Linked DNA regions of Mus musculus: region 2 is linked to region 1. A link is a contact called in public promoter capture Hi-C data. All regions are on one chromosome and are shown on one strand. The core of a region is the stretch at or near the end of the contact, and the rest is flanking DNA. Distances in the headings are between cores, read along the strand shown.

Region 1 (6,734 bases), core at 2,783-5,282:
AGCTACTTATAAGGTTGAGGTAGTTCAGTGTTACCATGGGGAATTTTGTGAAACTCCTTCAAAACCAAATCAAATCAAAGGCATCAATCAATAAGAAAGGAGATATAAAGAAACAGGGAGCCAGACACTATTAATACAAGTTTACAAACAAGACAATAGTGGATGAGATTCAGCTTTTGGTCTTGAGAAGTGAATACAGAGCCCCTTGTGGAAAACACTGTTGAAACAGAATCTGAAGAGGATCATCATGAGAAATGAGTGCAAAGTGATGCTGTTGCATCCGGGTAGGGTTACAGGCAAATTGATGGGGTCAGGGATCCTCTAAATAAATCACCTGTCTTCTAAGTGGGAGGTGATGATAGTGAATGCTACCATAGGTAGAGATAACAGCTTGTACAAAAGCTTGAAGTGACAGAGAATACTTGGGATAGAAGAAATGTAAGGTTCTCATTGGGCTTGGAGTACTATGCAGAAGATAAAGAATTCTTAAGAGGATTCTTAAATGGAGGGGCTGGTGAGATGGCTCAGAGGTTAAGAGCACTTCCAGAGGTCATGAGTTCAATTACCAGCAACCACATGGTGGCTCATGACCATATAGGGGGATATGATGCCCTCTTCAGGCAGGCAGACATATGCAGCAGAGCACTCATAACATTATATAGCTGTCTCCTGAGAGGCTCTGCCAGTGCCTGGCAAATACAGAAGTGCATGCTCACAATCATCCATTGGACAGAGCACAAGGTCCCAATGAAGGAGCTAGAGAAAGTACTCAAGGAGTTGAAGGGGTTTGCAGCCCCCTAGGAAGAACATCAATATGAATTAACGAGTACCCCCAGAGCTCTTTGGAACTAAACCACCAATCAAAGAAAACATGTGGTGGAACTTGTGGGTCTAGCTGTATATGTAGCAGAGGATGGCCTAGTTGGTCATCAATGGGAGGAGAGGCCCTTGGTCCTGTGAAGGCTCTATGCACCAGTATAGGGGAATGCCAGGACCAGGAATGGGAGTGGGTGGGTTAGGGAGCAGGGGGAGGGGGAGGGGAAACTAGGAAAGGGAATAACATTTGAAATGTAAATAAAGAAAATATCTAATTTTTAAAAAGAGGTAAGTGGAGGCAGGACACAAATTCCTTATCCTCAAAAAGTCTTATCTTGGGATGAGAAAACAAAAACAAAACAACCCCCCCCTGCCTCCCATATATAATAGGTTAGGTTTTGAAAGTGCTAGGAATTGATACAAAGCAGGTAAGGATAGGGGTAGATACTGTCAGAAACTGAGGGAGCAATATTATTGTTATGATTATTATTCTTATAATATTAAGAGTCCTGCAGTAAGGTACACTTGAATAAGAACCTACATGAAAACAGGGTGTAAGATAATCAGTAGATCTCTGGGAGAAAAACATCACAGACAGAAAAGTGTTGAGTGTGAAATGAAATGCTGTGTAGTGTGCCTGATGATATAAGCAGATATTAGGATGCTAATGTAAATTTACTAGGGAGATTCAAAGGACATTGGGAAAGAGAATTGCAATAGTCGGGAGACTCTGAGCATATAAAGGACCTTACATGCTACTACAGTCACTGAAGTTTTCCTCTTGGGCACACAGGAACCAATAAAAGTGTGTTAACAGGAAGTGATACGATCTGCCACAGGTACTAGAATAATTACTCTATACATGAAAGAAGATTCTCCAGAAAGCTAGTCACAGATGACTTTGGGTTCAAGGTGATGGCTCACATCCTGATGGTAACAGTGGAAGCAATGTAAGTGGTTGGATTCTGGATTTGTTGATTGACAGTTAGATGTAGAACAGGAGTAAAAGCAAGGCATAAGAGGTACTACAAGTATTTCATCTCAGAAATTTGGGAAACAGAGTTTCTAGTTATGGAAGCCTATAGGTAAACACATATTTTTATTATGGGGCAATTAAGATTATCTAAGATGATTGAGACACTTGGATGTAAATATTGATACATATTGGATGATTGTTGATTATAAATGCTAATTTATGTTTGTTCAGTATTGATGGTATTTAATGTCGTAATACAATATGAAATGACCAGAAAAAGAAGTATGAAAAGAAGAAGAGTCTCGAGGACAAAGCTCTGGTATATTTCAACACATGGAAATCAAGACAAGCAATAATTAAGAGAAAGGATGATGCTCCCTCCTTCCTGAAGCTGTAGGTTGTAAAATCCCCAGTGCTGGGAGTAGGATACCTCTTTTATAGTTGTTGGTAAATGATGTCCCAGAGGCCTCAAAATAATGCAGGCTACTGTCACTCTCTCAGATGACCACCAAAACGTGATGGCAAGACCCTATTTCTCAAGATACCACATACTTTGGAGAAATAAAGCTGGAACTGACCTGGAAGCTCCCCCTGCTGGGTGGTTTTCATAGGACCAGAAGGTGCCATCCAGGCTGCTAGGGAACAAAAGTCACTGATCACCTTACCCAGCTGTGAGTACCACAAGCTGCAATAATGATAGAACTGGCAAAATATATTCATGGGTGAAATCATGGTAAAATGTTTTGAGGGTAAAACACCTGTTTTATGATGTGCTTTAAAGCTAACTTCACAGTACTTATTTATGTCTAATGTTGTAAATCTGACCAAGAACTCATGGTTGTGAAGATCACAGGCCCCAGGATTAAACTACTGCTATTATTTTGCCAAATGGACATAGTATCAAACTACCTTCTAAATACACATCTTTCTCTATAAGAAGCTATCAATCCTCATCAGAGAAGTTTCTTTGAACAGTAGATGGCAGAGCGTTAGAAAATGCTACCTACTTTTCTACAAAGGAATGATGTAATATGAAATTAATATGAAAATGTAACTGCTATGATGAGATAAGAATAAAAGGGCTATTGACAAAGTTAGAAAAGCACCAGCTTAGAAGAAATGGTGTGGAGGAAGAGGAACTCTAGGCATAAGGCTATATATTGCTTCTCACTTATATATCAGCGTCTCCTCATCTGTGAAGTAAAGGGGCTAAAGTAACTGACATTCAAGATGTAGTCTAGCCTTAATTGACAACATGGCCTGAAGCAGGCCGTTTAGCTCTAGGCTTTTATGATTCTATATTTCTTTAGATTGGAAAACTTTTATCACAGCTTTACGTATCTGTTTGGTCTTCACACTGTAGATGATGGGGTTCATGACAGGAGGAATCAGCAGGTAGGTATTAGCAATCATGGTATGTACATAGGGTGGAGCTCGTTTCCCAAATCTGTGAACAAAGGACAAACTGATCAATGGAATATAGAATATAGCTACAGCCCCGATATGGGAGATACACGTGCTGAAGGCTTTCTTCCTCTCTTCTGGGGAAGCAATGCTGAGGACAGTTCTGATGATCAGGATGTAGGAAAGGAGAATAAGGACTGAGTCCACACCAACAGTAGAGATCATGGCAGTCAATCCAACTGCATTGTTGATCCTGGTGTCTGTGCATGAGAGCTTCATGACATCGGGGTGGAAACAGTAGGAGTGGTGGAGCACACGGCTGCTGCAGAAGGTTAGTCTCTTAAGAAGTGCGACCATCGGTGTCAACATTACAGTCCCTCTGATGACAATTGTCACCCCAATTTGAGCTATTCTGGAATCAGTTAAAATAGTGGCATACCTAAGAGGGTTGGAGATGGCCACATAACGATCATAAGCCATAGCCAACAGCACTGAGGATTCCATGACAGTGAAGAGTTTAATGAAGAACATCTGTGACAAGCAGGCATTGAAGCTGATCTCCCTGGCGTTGAACCAGAATATCCCCAGCATGGTGGCCAGAGTGGAGATGGAGAGCCCGAGGTCAGTGGTGGATAGCATGGAGAGGAAGTAATACATGGGCTCGTGGAGGCTGGGCTGGGTGATAATGACAAAGAGAATCAGGCTGTTCCCTGACAGGGCAGTTGCATAGAGAAAGCAGAAGGGAATGGAGATCCAGGTGTGGAAAGCTTCCAGCCCGGGCACACCAGTGAGCAGGAAAATGATGGAAGAAGCTGTGGTGTTCTGGAAAGTTGGCATGCTAGATTAAAATTATAGAATAAAGCTAAAACAAAAAAGCTGCATTTCTTTTGTGTATTCTATTTATAAATAATCTTATCCAACATACATTTGACCAAATATGAGCATCTATACAACATACAAAAATAGAAATGACACCTTTAAATTGGTAAAAAAAATTTATGATTTCAACTACTGCAACTGTATTTTTTATTCTTGAAAGAACTGTCTCAGCCCACAACTTTTCGCCTCTGAGAGTTTTTGCTTCTAGCTGCCTATGTCTGTGATCTGGCCTTTCACTCCTCCAGCTGTGGATTACACAGGAACACTTGTGGAACACTAGTATCCACTTGATAAAACATGTTACCATATTCAACTATTTTTACTTTAAATTTTTGAATGACTAGTTCTTCACAACAGACTCTCTGCATGTTTTTGTGGAAATATACTGCTTGGGACAAATAATGAAATGTTTCTTTCTTGTTTTGCAGAGGAAAATAGATCTTCATTGAAAAAGATCACATTTCCCACTGAGTAGAAAATTTAGACTAGGCAGATAGGTATATGTAAATTTGAAATGGACGTTTGGATATAAACAGATTAAGGCTGTGTTTGGAGAGGGCTTAATGAGAAGTGGTCAGTGTGGGGTAGGTCCTTTGGTGGAAAAGAAAGGCACTAAATGACAGACAGCAAGCGTAGGATGTGAGGGGGCACAGAGGGATACCTAATTTATTCCAGAACACACACACACACACACACACACACACACACACACACACACACACACACACACACACACACACACTCACATGAAGTTCCACTGTAAGGGGCACCCTAGGGAACCTTATTAAACATAAATTAGGAAAATAATTGAAATTATTGTGCTATTAGAGAAAAAAGGTAAAAGTTATTTGTTGAGTATAGTTTGGGACTCTAACGTTTTCATTCGTGAGTGTCCTCAGGAGAATAATGACATTAATGTTAGAAATGTATGATCATCAAAATGAAAAGAATTAAGCATTGATATTGGTGTATTATATACTTCTAAACAGGTGCAAGAGGATATTCTAACTGCTGTAACTACCCCCAAATGATAACAAATTGAGGTGTTAGGTACACTAATTAACTTGATTTGATCATTCCAGAAGATATATGTTTAGGGAAACATCACATTGTATTTTATAAATATATACAATTGTAATTTGTGATTTAAAAGCAGTGGGGTGGGAGAGCATGCTTAGCAGTTAAGAGCGCTGATTGCTCTTCCAGTTCCTGATTTAAATTCCCAGCAACTACATGGTGGCTCACAACCATTTGTTATAGGATCTGATGCCCTCTTCTGGTATGTATAAAGACAGAAACACTGTACTCATAAAAACAAATTAATCTTTAAAAAAATGAAAAAAAGAAAGAAAGAAAGAAAGAAAGAAAGAAAGGAAAAGCATTGAATATTTTCCATGCGTTGTCTACATTGAGAAGAATGCTAACACTTTTCAAATGCCATAAGAAAGACCATTAAACAGCAATTATCTTGCAATGGATCTTCCCCGGATCTTGCCTCTCAGTCTCAGGGATATTTCTCAAGTAACAGTCATTTGCATGCTTCCATATTAGAAACTAAAGGATAACACAAAATCTTCTCTTGGAGTGTTCATAGTCAAGAGAGAGTCAAATATCAGTGGGGCTTTGGAATAACTCCAAAGTGTAGTTACATACCAGTGAACAATATTGGCTATGGAATGCAGTGTCATCATATATGTCTGGTAATTCTGGCCACCATGTCTTTTATTTCACCTATAATGCTTAAGTTGATTTTTGTCAATTAATGCTTTTGTCATTAAATTCTGAAAAGTTTTAAGAAGATGACTTTAGAAAGTCAAACTACTGAGTGAATAATTTCTCTTTTATCCTGATTTCTTAGTAACTCACTTAGCAATAATTTAATTTATTCATGCCCAGTTTTCTTTCCTCTTGATAATTTCTTCCTTTTCTTTCCTGATGAAAGAAGATAAACAAAGCAAAATGTACAGTACAGTTTGATCTGGCAGCAGAGAACTCAAGTTGCCTGCTTTGTCTCTGTCTCATCTGGGCTGTTTGTCACTCTTGGACAAGAATTTTTTATAATTTCTCTTCATAGATGCTAGACCAAGAGAGGACTTGCCATCCCTTTTCACAGCCAGGAATATTTTATAAGCTGTTGACCACCTATCATAAACATTTAGGTCAGTCAATAGTAGATGTATATATTGGGTGCTCACAGAGTTTTGTAAGTTACTAAGACATGAAGCAAGTCTGAGATGATTTTGTACCTGAGGTAGCCAAAGAAGTTGTCATAGATCATATACCCCACACTTGTAAGTACCAAAACATCTTCTGTAATATGAGCCCAGTGACTCTTATCAACAACAAAAATTGATCAGTTTTGAATATGAATGTCACATTAGATACTGTATAGGTACAGCAAGAACCTCAGGGTCATAGATGAAGAAATGGGCTACTAAGGTAGGGGATATCTAAGAGATAGGATATAGAAAGTACAGGGCCAAGTATCAGTGTTGTGTGTATGTGAATGGGTCTGGGTTAAGTGTTGAGAGAAATTAATTTTAGGAAATAGCAACAAAGAAGACGAGTTGTAACTAACTTTTGGTGGTTAGATATGAGTTACAGGAGTGAAAACAGGGTAAGTGTGCTCTGGACATAGATAACGTGAGAGGTAACAGTA
Region 2 (6,734 bases), core at 181-2,680, 150 kb after region 1:
CTCCCTGATAGTGATAGCTAGTGTCAGAGGTGTCCTTCCTCTATTACATTTTGAAGGGCTGTCCTTTCATGGTGACATCTGTAAAGCTCTGGCAGATTGGTCTTGAGTTTTCTCTGAGGTTGTGAGTCTATGGGTCTGGAAGATGCTCTGTAAGAACCTTAAGAGTGTAAACGTGTAGTACATAGCATCTTTATGTTCATGATTCAAATGGATAACTGTAAAGATTTGCATATTTGGTCCATGTGGTTTTTATTCTATTCATTTGAAAGAAAGAAATAGAATCTCACTCTTAAATATAAAATTCCATTTAGATCATTTTTCATCCTCACTGTGTTAATTTACAACACCATAACTGTGAGTACAAATTGTTTTAATGTAAACTTTTCTATCATAAAGGTCATCAAATGTTTCTACAAAAGGTTGGAATTTAGTTGAGTTATAATTTTCAGGTAAATATGACCTTATGAACTCTGTTCCAATTCTTTACTTCTTGATCCCCTTTCTTTATAAATATCAAAGGCCCCTAATCAGTACAACAGTCAAAGAGCTGAGTTCATTTTCAAATCTCTGTGGTAGACCCCTTAAAAGTCACATAACCTGTGCCATAATGACAATAGATGATGAATTCATTGAAAAATATTGTCAATACTAACAGATTTCTTCAGTTGTCTGGGTCTACTTTGACTCTGTTCATATACAACTATGGTCTGTGTGAACACATGTATGCTTCAGGGAACTCTTCCGTGCTTCAAAATTTTATATTTAATTTACTTATTCTGTATCTTAAAACATGTAGTTTGAGGTGCTGGGAAGATGGCTCTGTCACTAATGTTCTTTCTGTGAAAATGTAAGGACCTAAATTCATTTCTCCCGTCTGCATTTATAAAAGCTGGGCATGGAGGTGTGTGTCTGAGGACTGAGGAGGAGAAAAGAAAAGATTCCCGAGGTTCTCTTGTCAGCTGGTTTAGCTGAGGTGGAGAGCTCCAGATACAGTGAGAAATTTTATCTGAAAAAGTAAGGTGAAAGAGATAATGGGATGCATCTCATGTTGACTTCTGGTCTCCATATGCATGCAAAGATACATGGGAACCTGGACACACACACACACACACACACACACACACACACACACACACACAAATACATATGCATATAGAAAGATGTGGACTTTTTTGTTGTATTAATGGAGGTATCAAAAATACATCTGTACTTCCTAGCTTTACAGTTACTTATAAATATATATTAAAATAAAAGTAAATTTCTATATAAAAAGAATAGAAAGGTCTTAAATTAATACTATGAAGAAACTGTTTCAAAGTTATTTATTTGTATCCCCTAATTTGACTATATTAAATTTAACTTGTGTTTTGTAATAATTATATTAACTAAGAGATAATATTTTCGATTGTTGATGGCACTGTAGGTCCTGCAGCAGCTGACCAAGGCACATATTTGTGATGATTCTCAATACCTCCGAGGTCGAAATCTCTTCATTCCTACTGATTGGGATCCCAGGCTTTGAGCATATGCACATTTGGATTTCCATCCCTATCTGCCTCATGTACCTGACAGCTATCCTGGGAAACTGCACCATCCTCTGTGTCATCAGAACAGAGCCTTCTCTGCATGAGCCCATGTACTATTTTCTCTCCATGTTGGCCTTCTCTGATCTAGGTCTGTCTTTCTCCTCCATCCCCACTATGCTAAGAATATTCTTGTTCAATGCCATGGGGATTTCCACTGATGCCTGCATTGCCCAGGAATTCTTCATCCATGGATTCACAGACATGGAATCTTCAGTGCTCCTCATTATGTCCTTTGATCGCTTTGTAGCCATTCGGCACCCCCTAAGATACAGTGCCATCCTCACAAGCTCCAGGGTTGTGCAAATTGGGCTAGCCTTTTCTGTTAAAAGCATTCTCCTGGTGCTTCCCCTTCCATTCACTTTAAAGAGACTCAGATACTGCAATAAACGCCTCTTGTCACACTCCTATTGTCTCCACCAGGATGTCATGAAGCTGGCGTGCTCTGACAACAGGGTTAACTTTTACTATGGGCTGTTCGTTGCACTCTGCATGATGTCAGACAGTGTGTTCATTGCTGTGTCTTACGTGTTCATCTTGAAGACAGTGTTGGGTATTGCATCCCATGGGGAGAGGCTCAAAGCTCTTAATACTTGTGTATCCCATATCTGTGCTGTGCTCATTTTCTATGTCCCTATCATTACCTTAGCTACCATGCATCGCTTTGCAAAACATAAATCTCCATTAGCTATGATTCTGATAGCAGATGCTTTCTTGCTGGTACCACCTTTGATGAATCCCATTGTGTATTGTGTTAAAACTAGGCAGATAAGAGTAAAAGTTTTAGAAAAACTGGGTCTGCATTCTAAGTAATTGGAACAATGTTATTAGAAGTTGCATTTTCTGTACAATAGGCTACTTTAGAGAGACAGCAGTGTTTCATCCTCAAAGGAGATTATTCCATTTACCTCATAGACCTATAGTTTGTTACAATCAATCTGTACTATTGCTTTTCTGTTTTGAAGAAGGAAGAAGCTTCATATTTTACAGAACCTCTATGAAATCGTTAATTGTTATTTGGATGGTTGAAGACATCTATCCCTAGGTACAAAATTGAACAATAAGAATTTGCACAATCTTCTAAAGAAAATCTAGGAGATGTGGTTTTCCATTGTGTCTGGGAGAAGCCCAAAAGACACCAGAACTGTTTAACATCTCTGTATTTGTCTCTTATTTTGATATTCTATATGTTGCATTAAACCCTTTACCACATGTCTGAGTTTGTCTGAGTCTGTTCTTTGCTGTTCACTGTTGCAATACAGGTGTCACCCTGAGCATTGCTGAGACCATGACATTGCAGAATCAGCACTGCTGTAAGCTTGTGAGTCAGTACTCCTATTACTGACATCCTGGGTAATTTAACATACCAATTACTGATTGAGCATTATGTTCTAGGGTTATGTGAAAAGGAAACTATACAAACTGCCATTTGTCCATCCTGATTTATGGTGGAATCAACTTTAGAGTGATAAATTATGATAAATTAACAAATGCTTGGCATTTGTTAGCATCATGGTAAAAGTTAGGGGATAGAGAACTGTATCTCAGGAGTTGGAGGATAATTTACAACTCCAAGTTACACATGTTGATGAATCTTACACCAAATATTGAATGAATTCCTTCACAGAAAGGAGCTATAGATTGTGCACTTTTAAATCTCTTATCAGTGATATAACTTTTCTATAATATGTGCTTGGTGGATGTGTATCAATTTGCACTGAAATTTGAAAGTAAATGAGGGAATGTTGGTAAAAAGGTAGCACAAAGGGATATAAAATCAGGACACCTCTTTTTTTTCATTTTTTATTAGGTATTTAGCTCATTTACATTTCCAATGCTATACCAAAAGTCCCCCATACCCACCCACTCCCCTACCCACCCACTCCCCCTTCAGGACACCTCTTTATTTGATTGCTTTCACTGTGAAATAACATCCCAACCACAGCAACTTGGAGTAAGTGTTTATTCAGCTTATTCTTCTAGGTCACAATCTATCTCTGAGGGAGGTAAGAGCAGGAACACAAGGCAAGAATCTGAAGCAGAAGCAATGGAAGAGTGATGCTTTCTGGCACACTAAGTAGCTTGAGCTTAGCTGCCTTTCTTATACAGTTCAGACTGTCTATAGTAAGCTGGGCCGTCTTACATCAATCACCAATCACAGACATGACCACAGGCAATCTGATCATGACAACTCTCTTTTCTTCTTCCCTGATGAATCCAAATACTGTAAAATTGATGTTAACAACGAACCAACACAAAACAAATATCAAATCATGAAGTTTGTGTGATGAGAAAAATCTTGAATCAGATTAGCAAAGTGTATTCAGTAGGTAATGAAACCCAGGGCCAATGTTCCCCTTGTTCTGCTGAAGTTAGCTGGAGTAGTCATTACCTTGACTCTGTAAAGGCTCTCTCCTCTCTACACATCAGTAGAAAAAACTAATGCTGCAGAAATATAAAGAATTTTGTGGGATAGAGGGATTCTTCCATGAAGACCACAGTGTGGATACTTCGGTTCTTCTTAGAAGGGGGATCAAAATAATATGGGAGGAGATACGGAGGCAACGTTTGGAGCAGACACTGAAGGAAAGGCCATCCAGTGACTGTTCCACCTAGGGAGCCATCCCATACAGTTACTTTACCAGACATTAATGTGGATGCCAACAAGTGCTTGCTGACAGGACCCTGATATAGCTGTCTCCTGAGAGGCTCTGCCAATGCCCAACAAATACAGAAGTGGATGCTTACAGCCATCCATTGGACTGAACAGAGTCCCCAATGAAGGAGCCAGAGAAAGTACTCAAGGAACTGAAGGGATTTGCAGCCCCATAGGAGGAACAACAATATGAAACAACTAGTACTCCAGAGCTCCCAGGAACTAAACAACCAACTAAAGAGTACACAATGAGGGACTCATGGCTTCAGTCACATATGTAGCAGAAGATGACTTTGTGGGATATCAGTGAGAGGAGAGGCCCTTGGTCTTGTGAAGGCTTGATGCCCCAGTGTAGGTGAACCCCAGGACAGACAGGGAAGTGGGAGTGGGTGTGTTAGTGATCTGGGGAGGGGCAGATGGGATAGGGGGGTTTTTGGAGGGGAAATGGGGGAAGGGGATAAAAGTTGAAATGTAAATAAAGAAAATATCTAATAAAAAAGGAAAAAATAAAAAGAGGGATTCTTCCATTGAATCTCTTCCATTGTAAAGAAATCCAAAATGATGTAATTTTTGTGAATATAGATGAAACTGAAAAAAGTTATGAGTGAGTCAACCCAACCCAGACTCCAAAGGACAAATGGCACATGTTTTTTGTATGTGAATGCTAGCACTGACTGAATCTTTTGTTTGTTTAACTTGAAATACCCATGGAGTCTGGAAAATGAAAGTGATGTTGATGATGTACTTTTTGGGAAGGAGCTGGTAGAAGACAGGCCAAATGAAAGTAGAGTGTAAGGGAAATGTTACAGCAGGGCGGGGTATGGGAGACTGAGGAGATGAGCAGTGAGTTTAGGAAAGCTAACCAAAAAGAAGGGTTATGAAGAAGCCATATGGAAACATACTATTCTGTAATCCGATAAAAAATACGAAAGATAAATTGAAGGGAGGTTTGTTGCATGGGTAGTTACTGATGCTCTCAGAAGCAATGGTTACTGAAAATCTTCAGTGCCATATAGGGAATAATTCTGTAGGAGTTATTGGTCAGGAAGATCCTATAGGTCCCCAAACAACACAAGATCTTGTCAGGTTTGTTTGTTTGTTTGTTTGTTTGTTTTGCCCATCAAAACTAGGGTTTAAGACCTTATTTTTGAAAATGTGATATACCTGGGCTGCAAGATATAAAGAAAACCAGTAGGTATAGAATTGGAAACTTCCTGCCTGAGGGATATTAATGTTCCAAAAGGTGCTAAGGGAGTAATGACAAATACTTTTACTCAGTTGTGAGCCCTACAAACTTCAAAACCAGGCAAGCTATGTCTGTTGGTGCAATAGTGGCACAATTATCCTGGGAGTAACCAAACGTGCTCTGGTTGTACTTAAGCCTCACACAACAAAAGGGAGACATATCTGTTATTATAAAGCTTGTCAACAATCCATACTATATGGGGAACAGGTCCAAGGGGAGAAAATACACCACTGTTGTTTAAATAAATTGACACAGGATCAAATTGCATTCCAAATCTCTGTGTATATCCATAAAAAAAAGCTACTTCCAGACTTAGTGAAAGAATTTTCTCTCTTTTTTTAAAGATTGGTTTATTATTATACATAAATATACTGTCGCTGACTTCAGACACACCAGAAGAGGGCATTGGATCTCATTAAAGATGGTTGCGAGCCACCATGTGGTTGCTGAGATTTGAACTCGGGACCTTCAGAAGATCAGCCAGTGCTCTTACCTTCTGAGCAATCTCAAAGGCCCAAGAATTTTCTCTTTGTAGTAAATGACAATGAATTCACAGACCCAAAGTGGTGAATATGCTAAGAATAAGTGGTAGCTGAGGGTCAGTCTTAAATAAGACGATTGTACTTCCTCTTCCACACTAAGGTTTAGGGAACATTGAGAAAGAGAGAAATGGAAAGAAGGCAAGACATCTTTTTTAAAAATTAAAAATATTTATTTACTTAGAAGCATTCAGAATGTCAACAAAAGAACTGTAATTTTCTTTTGCAATTACAAAGTGATGTTCAGTTAACAGAACAGTTAAGCTACATCAGAGACAACTGAAGGTGAAAAATAACACCCCCCAAACAAAACAACACTACTGTCCCTATATATAACTAATTTGTGCTGTGCACCAACAGAAACCTGCTTTAAATTTACATGCCAATTTTATAGCCCTCAGACTGTACCAGACAAGGCTATTGAAAATACCACCAGGACAGAGCTATCTAAAGACATATTCAGTAGTGTGTCAATATACAAAAAAAGACATTGTATGGTTTTTAAAAATCTTACACAGCCTTACAGTTCAATTTTTTCTATAGAAGGAGTGAATTGTGTACAGGGGTTATTAAATGTTTTATAAACAAGAAAAAAAACTGTGCTAGAACCAACATATTCATCATCTTCTTCATCTTCTTTTTCCTCTTCTTCCTCCTTTTCCTCCTCCTCTTCATCCTCCTCCTTCTCTTCTTCTTTCTTTTTCTTGCTC

What was found. Promoter capture Hi-C pulls out the DNA fragments that hold promoters and counts their contacts.
Region 2: a contact with region 1 is called in a promoter capture Hi-C map of macrophages, with 6 read pairs. The contact joins the promoter of Olfr570 here to the promoter of Olfr560 in region 1. A contact is called at or near these places in 17 of 39 promoter capture datasets (the 3T3-L1 cell line, 3T3-L1-derived adipocytes, the C10 cell line and 11 more) and 4 of 9 other capture datasets (adipose tissue, embryonic stem cells, liver and 1 more).

The regions. Positions count from the first base shown.
Region 1 is chr7:102,749,895-102,756,628 of GRCm38.p6, forward strand. It overlaps Olfr560 (olfactory receptor 560), which reads right to left and starts at 4,033. Exons shown (of 1, transcript NM_147113.2): 1 at 3,089-4,033. The coding sequence starts at 4,033. The coding sequence ends at 3,089. It overlaps Olfr78 (olfactory receptor 78), which reads right to left. Exons shown (of 4, transcript NM_130866.4): 2 at 2,371-3,239.
Region 2 is chr7:102,898,912-102,905,645 of GRCm38.p6, forward strand. It overlaps Olfr570 (olfactory receptor 570), which reads left to right and starts at 1,431. Exons shown (of 1, transcript NM_147110.2): 1 at 1,431-2,475. The coding sequence starts at 1,458. The coding sequence ends at 2,396. It also overlaps the pseudogene LOC115486496.